Regions from separate parts of the Rattus norvegicus genome. Here region 1 is linked to region 2. Evidence: chromatin contacts called from public Hi-C data. All regions are on one chromosome and are shown on one strand. The core of a region is the stretch at or near the end of the contact, and the rest is flanking DNA. Distances in the headings are between cores, read along the strand shown. Region 1 overlaps LOC102549089 (a long non-coding RNA gene). Region 2 overlaps Stard13 (StAR-related lipid transfer domain containing 13).

Region 1 (3,222 bases), core at 352-2,851, 180 kb after region 2:
CCCAAAACAACGTGATTAAACTCTGGACCTGTAACATTTACAATTTTGCCACAGTACTAAAATTCTAATTAGTCCCTGCCACACAGCCCTCCCTACCCCCATTCAGGAGTTTTCGTTCACAATAGGTTCAAGCAGGAAAAAAAAATCCCAATACAAACTAGGGGTTAAAGAATACAAAGTTCCGGGCTGGACAGATGGCTCAGCAGTTAGGAGAACTAAATGCTCTTCCAGAGGTCCTGAGTTCATTTTCCAGCAACCACCTGGTGGCTCACAACCATCTGTAATGGGATCCGATGCCCTCTTCTGGTGTGTCTGAAAACATTGACAGTATAACTCACATACATAAAATAAATAAAATCTTTAAAAAAAAAAATACCAAGTTCCATTCCTAACCAAGAGGTATTTACTACTGATAATACTGGGAACGGTAAAATCGATTTTCCCCAATGGAGTATCAACCACATTTCAGGGAAGGCCCGTGCCCAGAAGTAATTGGCCAACAAAATTGATCAACACAAAATGGTGTGTGTGTGTGTGTGTGTGTGTGTTTTGTTACGTTTTTATGTTTGACTTTATTTAAATCTTTGGCAAGGACCTCTGGAATTCCTAAAAGCATTTACCAAAAGCTGAGGACATTTCTGGGAAACTCGAGAGCTTTGGGAAACTGTCTTTTAGTCTAAAGTGTGTGTGTGTGTGTGTGTGTGTGTGTGTACACTAATACTGTTTATACATTCTGCAATGTAAGTTCATACTTCTCATGATACATCTAAAACCAAAACAAAGCCCATGTACTAGGGCGAAGTACTGTCCATCTACTTAAAAATGTGTTTTAATCAGCCAGCCAACGTGGGAAAGGGGCGGGATTTTCCTCGGGCAGCTTTCTCAACAAACTGGTGCAAAGCCACACCACGGAATGCAGAATGCCAACATCCTAACAAAAAAAATAGAGAGTAACACTCAAATTAAGTGCTTTAAAAGCCCATGATATATGCTTCCCCAAATCCTTAGATCCTATTAGCTGTCACGAAGAGCCAGAAGGTAACGAGAGACAAGGACGATCAGATCAGGCCCAGCGCAGACACTAGCTGAGATGAACTCAAAGGGATTAATGGCGAGAAAGACTACCTTGTACATCGCTAACTTTCCAGAGATTTCCAGAAACGGAATTTACAGCCAGAAACCAACTCCTGCGGGTGGGAAGCAACAAAACAAACAAAACCCTGCTAAGACATCACTTTCATTTTCGCCTGTAGACCCCTGCGAACGATCAAAGATGGAGAAATGAGCAGTCCTCAAGCAACAACGCCCTCCTAATGCGCAAGCGCGCCCGGAGGCCCCGCCCCTCGCGGTCACCCCAAGACCAGGCGCGCGCATCGGAAGTCAGAACCTCCAAGGCTCCTCCTTGCTCTTCCTCCACAAGGCCCCGCGTTCGCAGTCCGGTTCCGGTTGTAGCTCCGCCCTCGCGCGGGAACACGCCAGAAGGCTGGATATCCGGGACGGGAGGCTAGCTGAGCGCTCACTTCCGGTGGCAGCTCGTCCCATCTCCCTTGAGGGGCAGGCTCTGGCTCTCGGTGCGGTAGCGCCATCTGGCGCCGAGTGTTCCTCAGCCCGCGGAGGGGCGTGCTTCCTCCCTTCAGAACATTCCAGAGACTCCTCGGCTCTGGTAGGCTTTATGCATTCCGCCAGAAGGGCGGGACCCAAGACTCCTCCTCTGCCGAGTTCCCGCGCGGGAAGGGTTTTGTGGTTACTCTGAGCGGAAATGGTTGGAGTCCAGAAGGGGAACGGACCTCAAGCGGGAGGAAGCCGGCCTCTTTCCGTCTTTTCAAGCCATAGTAACACAGTTCCTGCCTCCTCGTGTTCTGCTTTTTGTTTCCTCATTTCTGGGCCGCGCTCTCTGTACACTGCGCTTCGGTTCTTCGGTCGGAGTGGACCGAGGTCCTCCATTTCTCGTTTTGCAGAGAGAAGGCTTTACTTTGTAGCCTTTCGTTAGCTTGTGTTAGAAAAATATTTTGCTCCATTACATCCGTTAAGCGGGTGTTGCGAAAACGAGCAGTATTAGGGATTAGGAAAATTAATAGGTTTTTAAACCAAGACAGTCTCAGCAGGTTTATCTCAGAACTATGAAATATTCGCTATGATTGCATGTGGTTCTTTCCTTTAGATAAGGGGAAACGAATTTCCACCAAAGCTAGAAAGTGAACATAACTGTTAAAGGGTTCATGTTTCAAAGTCCAGATATAATAAACTTGGAGCACTGTTAGGTATTGTTTCAGTTATTGTGTATCAAGACGCACAGTGTAAGTTAGTGAATTGTCCCTTATTTGTGCTCACTTGTCACTGGGCATTTTCCCCCCCTACAGCACTGGTTTCCCTACTTGTGCATGCATTTGAATTCAGAAGACTTTGAAGAGTCCGGTTCACTACAGTTTAGGACTGGGAGAGGTGATGTGGAAGGAGAGCTGGGTGATTAAGGCCCACAGTTGGAATCGTTTAGAATTCAAGATTGCTTTGTTGAGAGCGCTGTTTGCTGGTTTTGCAGTATTGACACTGAAACCCGACAGGTTAGTAGCCTTTCCGGCCAGTGCAATGGGAGTAAACGAAGCGCTAAATCCATGTCTTTTGTACAGTCACACATTAGGAAAACACGTTCATATAAGTAGACTCTGTCGTAGAGGGTGCTGTAACACCAGGTATACTAAATTTCTTAATTACGATGCCATTTCTGTCTTCAAAGTTTCTTGAAAATCGGTAACTCAAAAAAGGACAAAAATCACTTCAACAGACATTTAACCTCCTGGAAGATAATCTTTTAAAAATCCCTTTCCTTTTGTAACTTCTTTGTAGTTCATTCTTTTCACTGAGTCATTGCCCCTTACCCCTACTATGTAATTTAAAATCTTCACGCTGCTTTCGGTTTTTTTTTGTTTGTTTGGTTGGTTTTTTTTTGTTTTGTTTTGTTTTTTAAGAGCAAGCTTCCTGAAGCCTTTGTATTCTGAGTTTGACAGTGGCATTTGACCCTAAGCTATCGGTAAATGCCTTACTCTCGGTAACCCTTCCTTTTGTACCCAATAGAAATACAGCTGTTCATAGATAGGCTTGCCGTGTTCGTAGCTAAAGTTATTCCTAAAAGTAATTTTTTAATACTAAAAAGTTAAGTTGTTTACTGAAGTTGTGAGTGATTACTATAAAGATTATATTGCCTTTAATTACAAGATAGTGTAT
Region 2 (2,845 bases), core at 35-2,534:
TTCGGAAATGGTTCGCGTTTGGAATTCTTTCTTCATAAAATGCTAACTCTTTGCCAATTGGTAAATGAGGCTCCTGTGGGAACGTTTGCTCATTGATGTATTTACGAATTGATCTTGTAGTTCCCTGGTATTTCAAACAAGTCGGGTCAATTTAACTGGCGTTTCCCTTTAGTCACATATACACCCTGAGACCTATTTAAATTTATTTCTTGCACAGAAGTTGTTTGCCTGCATGTATGTGTGTATCCCGTGTGGGTGAATCGCCCATGGAGGCCAGAGGAGGGCATCAGACCCCTTGGAGCTGTAGTTGTGAGCCACCACGTGGTTGCTGGGAACTGAACCCAGGCCCTCTGGACGAGCAACTGTTCTTAACTGCTGGAGTCACCTTGCCAACCCCTATGTGTTTGCTCTTTATGGCCGCAGGGAAGACTCATGTTTCTTAGGGTATATGGGAGGAGGAGGAGCAGATCAACATGAGCAGTGACAACAGTAGCCACATACAATGGAGGAATGCAGGCTTTGGTCAGACAAGCCAGGTCAACTCTTGGGTTTGCTGGTTGTTTGAGCTTAACTTGACACATTGCTTGACTCTCCGCTCTGGGACCTCAGTTTCTTAATTTCCAATAAGACCATCCATAGAACATAGCATGAGGTGGATTAAATGAGATCGTCATTTACCATGTGTGATGGTTTGACTATGCTTGGCCCATGGGATACTATTAGGAGGTGTGGCCTTGTTGGAGGAAGTGCATCACTGTGTGGGTGGGCTTTACGGGCTCCTAGAGCTCAAGCTCCGCCCAGTGCAGAAGAGATGGTCTCTCCTGGTTGCCTTCAGATTAAGATGTAGAACCCTTAGCTCCTTCTCCAGCACCATGTCTGCCTGGATGCTGCCATGCTTCCTGCCATGATGATGATGGACTGAACCTCTGAAACTGTAAGCCAGCCCTAATTAAATGCAGTCCCCTTATAAGAGTTGCCTTGGTCATGGTGTCTCTTCACAGCAGTGGAAACCCTAAGAAGCCATGCTTAGACAGAACCTTATCAAACATGTGCCTCGTTCATTAACTTGGCCATGTCATTTTTGTGTTTTTGAATATACCTTTCTAAAGGAAAGGCTTCCTTCTGTGTATTCAAATATTTTTGGTTGCTGACTAGTGACGCTGGTAGTCCGCCCAGACTCATTTTGTATATTGCACTGACTTTAACCCACAGTCCAGGTCTACTAACCACACATTCTGGCTCATTCTGCTGTCCCACTTCGGGTGCTCCCTGTGACCTTTGACCAGTGGCAGCACAGCTATTTCCCGTAGCTCAGCCCAGTGACCTTTTCCCTTTGCCTCTTCTACCTCGGTGACTGTGTACATTTCTACCTCAATGATGCCTGCTATGTTATCCCATTAGTCACCATGAACCATACCCTCCCTTGAATTGTCTCCTCAGGACAGCTTACACATCTTATCTGACTGGGGGGCAATCTCCTGGAGAGCAGTAATCCTGTTTACATGGTTATTGCATCACACACCAGCCAGCATCCTGTACCCAGTCAACTCTGGCCAAGTGTTTTCTAAGATACTTAGCACTGAATAGGAAATAGGCTTCGTGGGCCCAAGTGCGAAATGCTTGTTCTTGGGTGGTGAGGCTATTTTCAGATGCTCTAGGAACATAAAAGGTAGAGCCTAACTGGAAGAAATGGGTCACTGAGTGAAGGTCCTCAGGGGCGTGTTATCTCTGAGCCATTCCTGTTCTTCCCTGCTTCCTGTCTGCTAGAAGCTAGCTGAACAACTTTCCTTGGCCACAAGTTCCAGACACCATGACATTTGTTGAGGTCTGGTCTTTTGCTGTGTGTTGCAATGCTAACCAGGCCCCCAAGCACCTGGTTGTCCCAGAGACGAGAGAGTCTGCACACAGACCCAAGTGAGTTATGTGACCTTGCTCCCAAGTTATTCTGACTGGTGAATAATAAAGATGCTGACAGTCAATAGCTGGGCAGAAGAGACATAGGTGGGGTTTAGGGTTCAGTCTGGGGGATGGGAGGAGAACCAGGAGAGGAGAGGACAAAGTGGAGACTAAGTAGAGGTCACCATGGGTTAGGTGAGTCATGAAAATGTGGCCCTGAGGAATGGCCAATTGGAGTTAAGAGCAACCCAGATGAAACACGGTAAGTAATAACTTGGAGTTATAGATAGGAAATAGATTTTAATAGTATAGAGGGTCTACATCTGCCCAGCTCTTGTTCTGTGTAAGGCTCGTTGTAAGTGTAAAGGTGGTGTTTGTCTTTTATCTGGGAACTGAATAGTCAAAGGCGAGGTAGAAACTCCGGATGGAGATGAAACATTATTACAACAGACTTTCTCCCTTACAAGAAGCTCTGAAGCATGGAGCCCAAGACAGTCATTCTTCCATTAAGTTGTTTCTGTTGGTTATATGGTTGCAGTGATGGTGATGAGTACACATTGTAACAGTATACACGATACAGGAAACAATTATGTTCAGTGCTAAGAGGTAGTGCCTTTCCATGTTTATGCCAGTTACTGAAATGACTAAAATGGATCTCATGGGATGTTTGCCACTGCTCTATCCTAACCCTTCCAGGAGGGATACCGATGGTAGAGCAATGGTGTCCATACAGGGGTGAGCTCTCCAGTCAGAGCTCTCTAGAGGTGGGCTCTCAGTCTTCAAGGACACTATGCCTCTCAAAGAAGTGGGGGCAGTCCATCCTTCTGGACTGGAGCCCAGCTACCTAGATTCTAAGAAAGACACAAGGCCAGTGGATGGGACATAATCTCAAGCCGCAACCTAAGGGTTTTCTTGTCGGCTGGAAAGCATCAATTCCTTCCTTGTCCTA

What was found. Hi-C and Micro-C count contacts between places; a contact is called where the count stands out from the background.
Region 1: a Hi-C map of liver shows a contact between it and region 2, with 2.5 times the contacts expected there. The contact joins two enhancer-like sites. A contact is called at or near these places in 1 of 12 Hi-C or Micro-C datasets (liver) and 1 of 1 datasets of contacts at active chromatin or transcription factors (oligodendrocytes).

Annotation. Positions count from the first base shown.
Region 1 is chr12:5,725,035-5,728,256 of GRCr8, forward strand. It overlaps LOC102549089 (a long non-coding RNA gene), which reads left to right. Exons shown (of 4, transcript XR_005491747.2): 3 at 1-1,663; 4 at 2,361-3,222. It also overlaps a transcript of Stard13 not described here. Among named protein-coding and RNA genes, the nearest start is that of Rfc3, 110 kb to the right of the region's middle. Within about 2 kb of position 1,602, at least 76 of the 93 cell types and tissues checked have an H3K27ac peak or open chromatin away from gene starts, as enhancers often do. A contact at or near this core is called in liver, where this site is marked.
Region 2 is chr12:5,548,902-5,551,746 of GRCr8, forward strand. The region is part of intron 1 of Stard13 (StAR-related lipid transfer domain containing 13); the gene reads right to left. Among named protein-coding and RNA genes, the nearest start is that of Stard13, 20 kb to the right of the region's middle. Within about 2 kb of position 1,285, at least 4 of the 93 cell types and tissues checked have an H3K27ac peak or open chromatin away from gene starts, as enhancers often do. A contact at or near this core is called in liver, where this site is marked.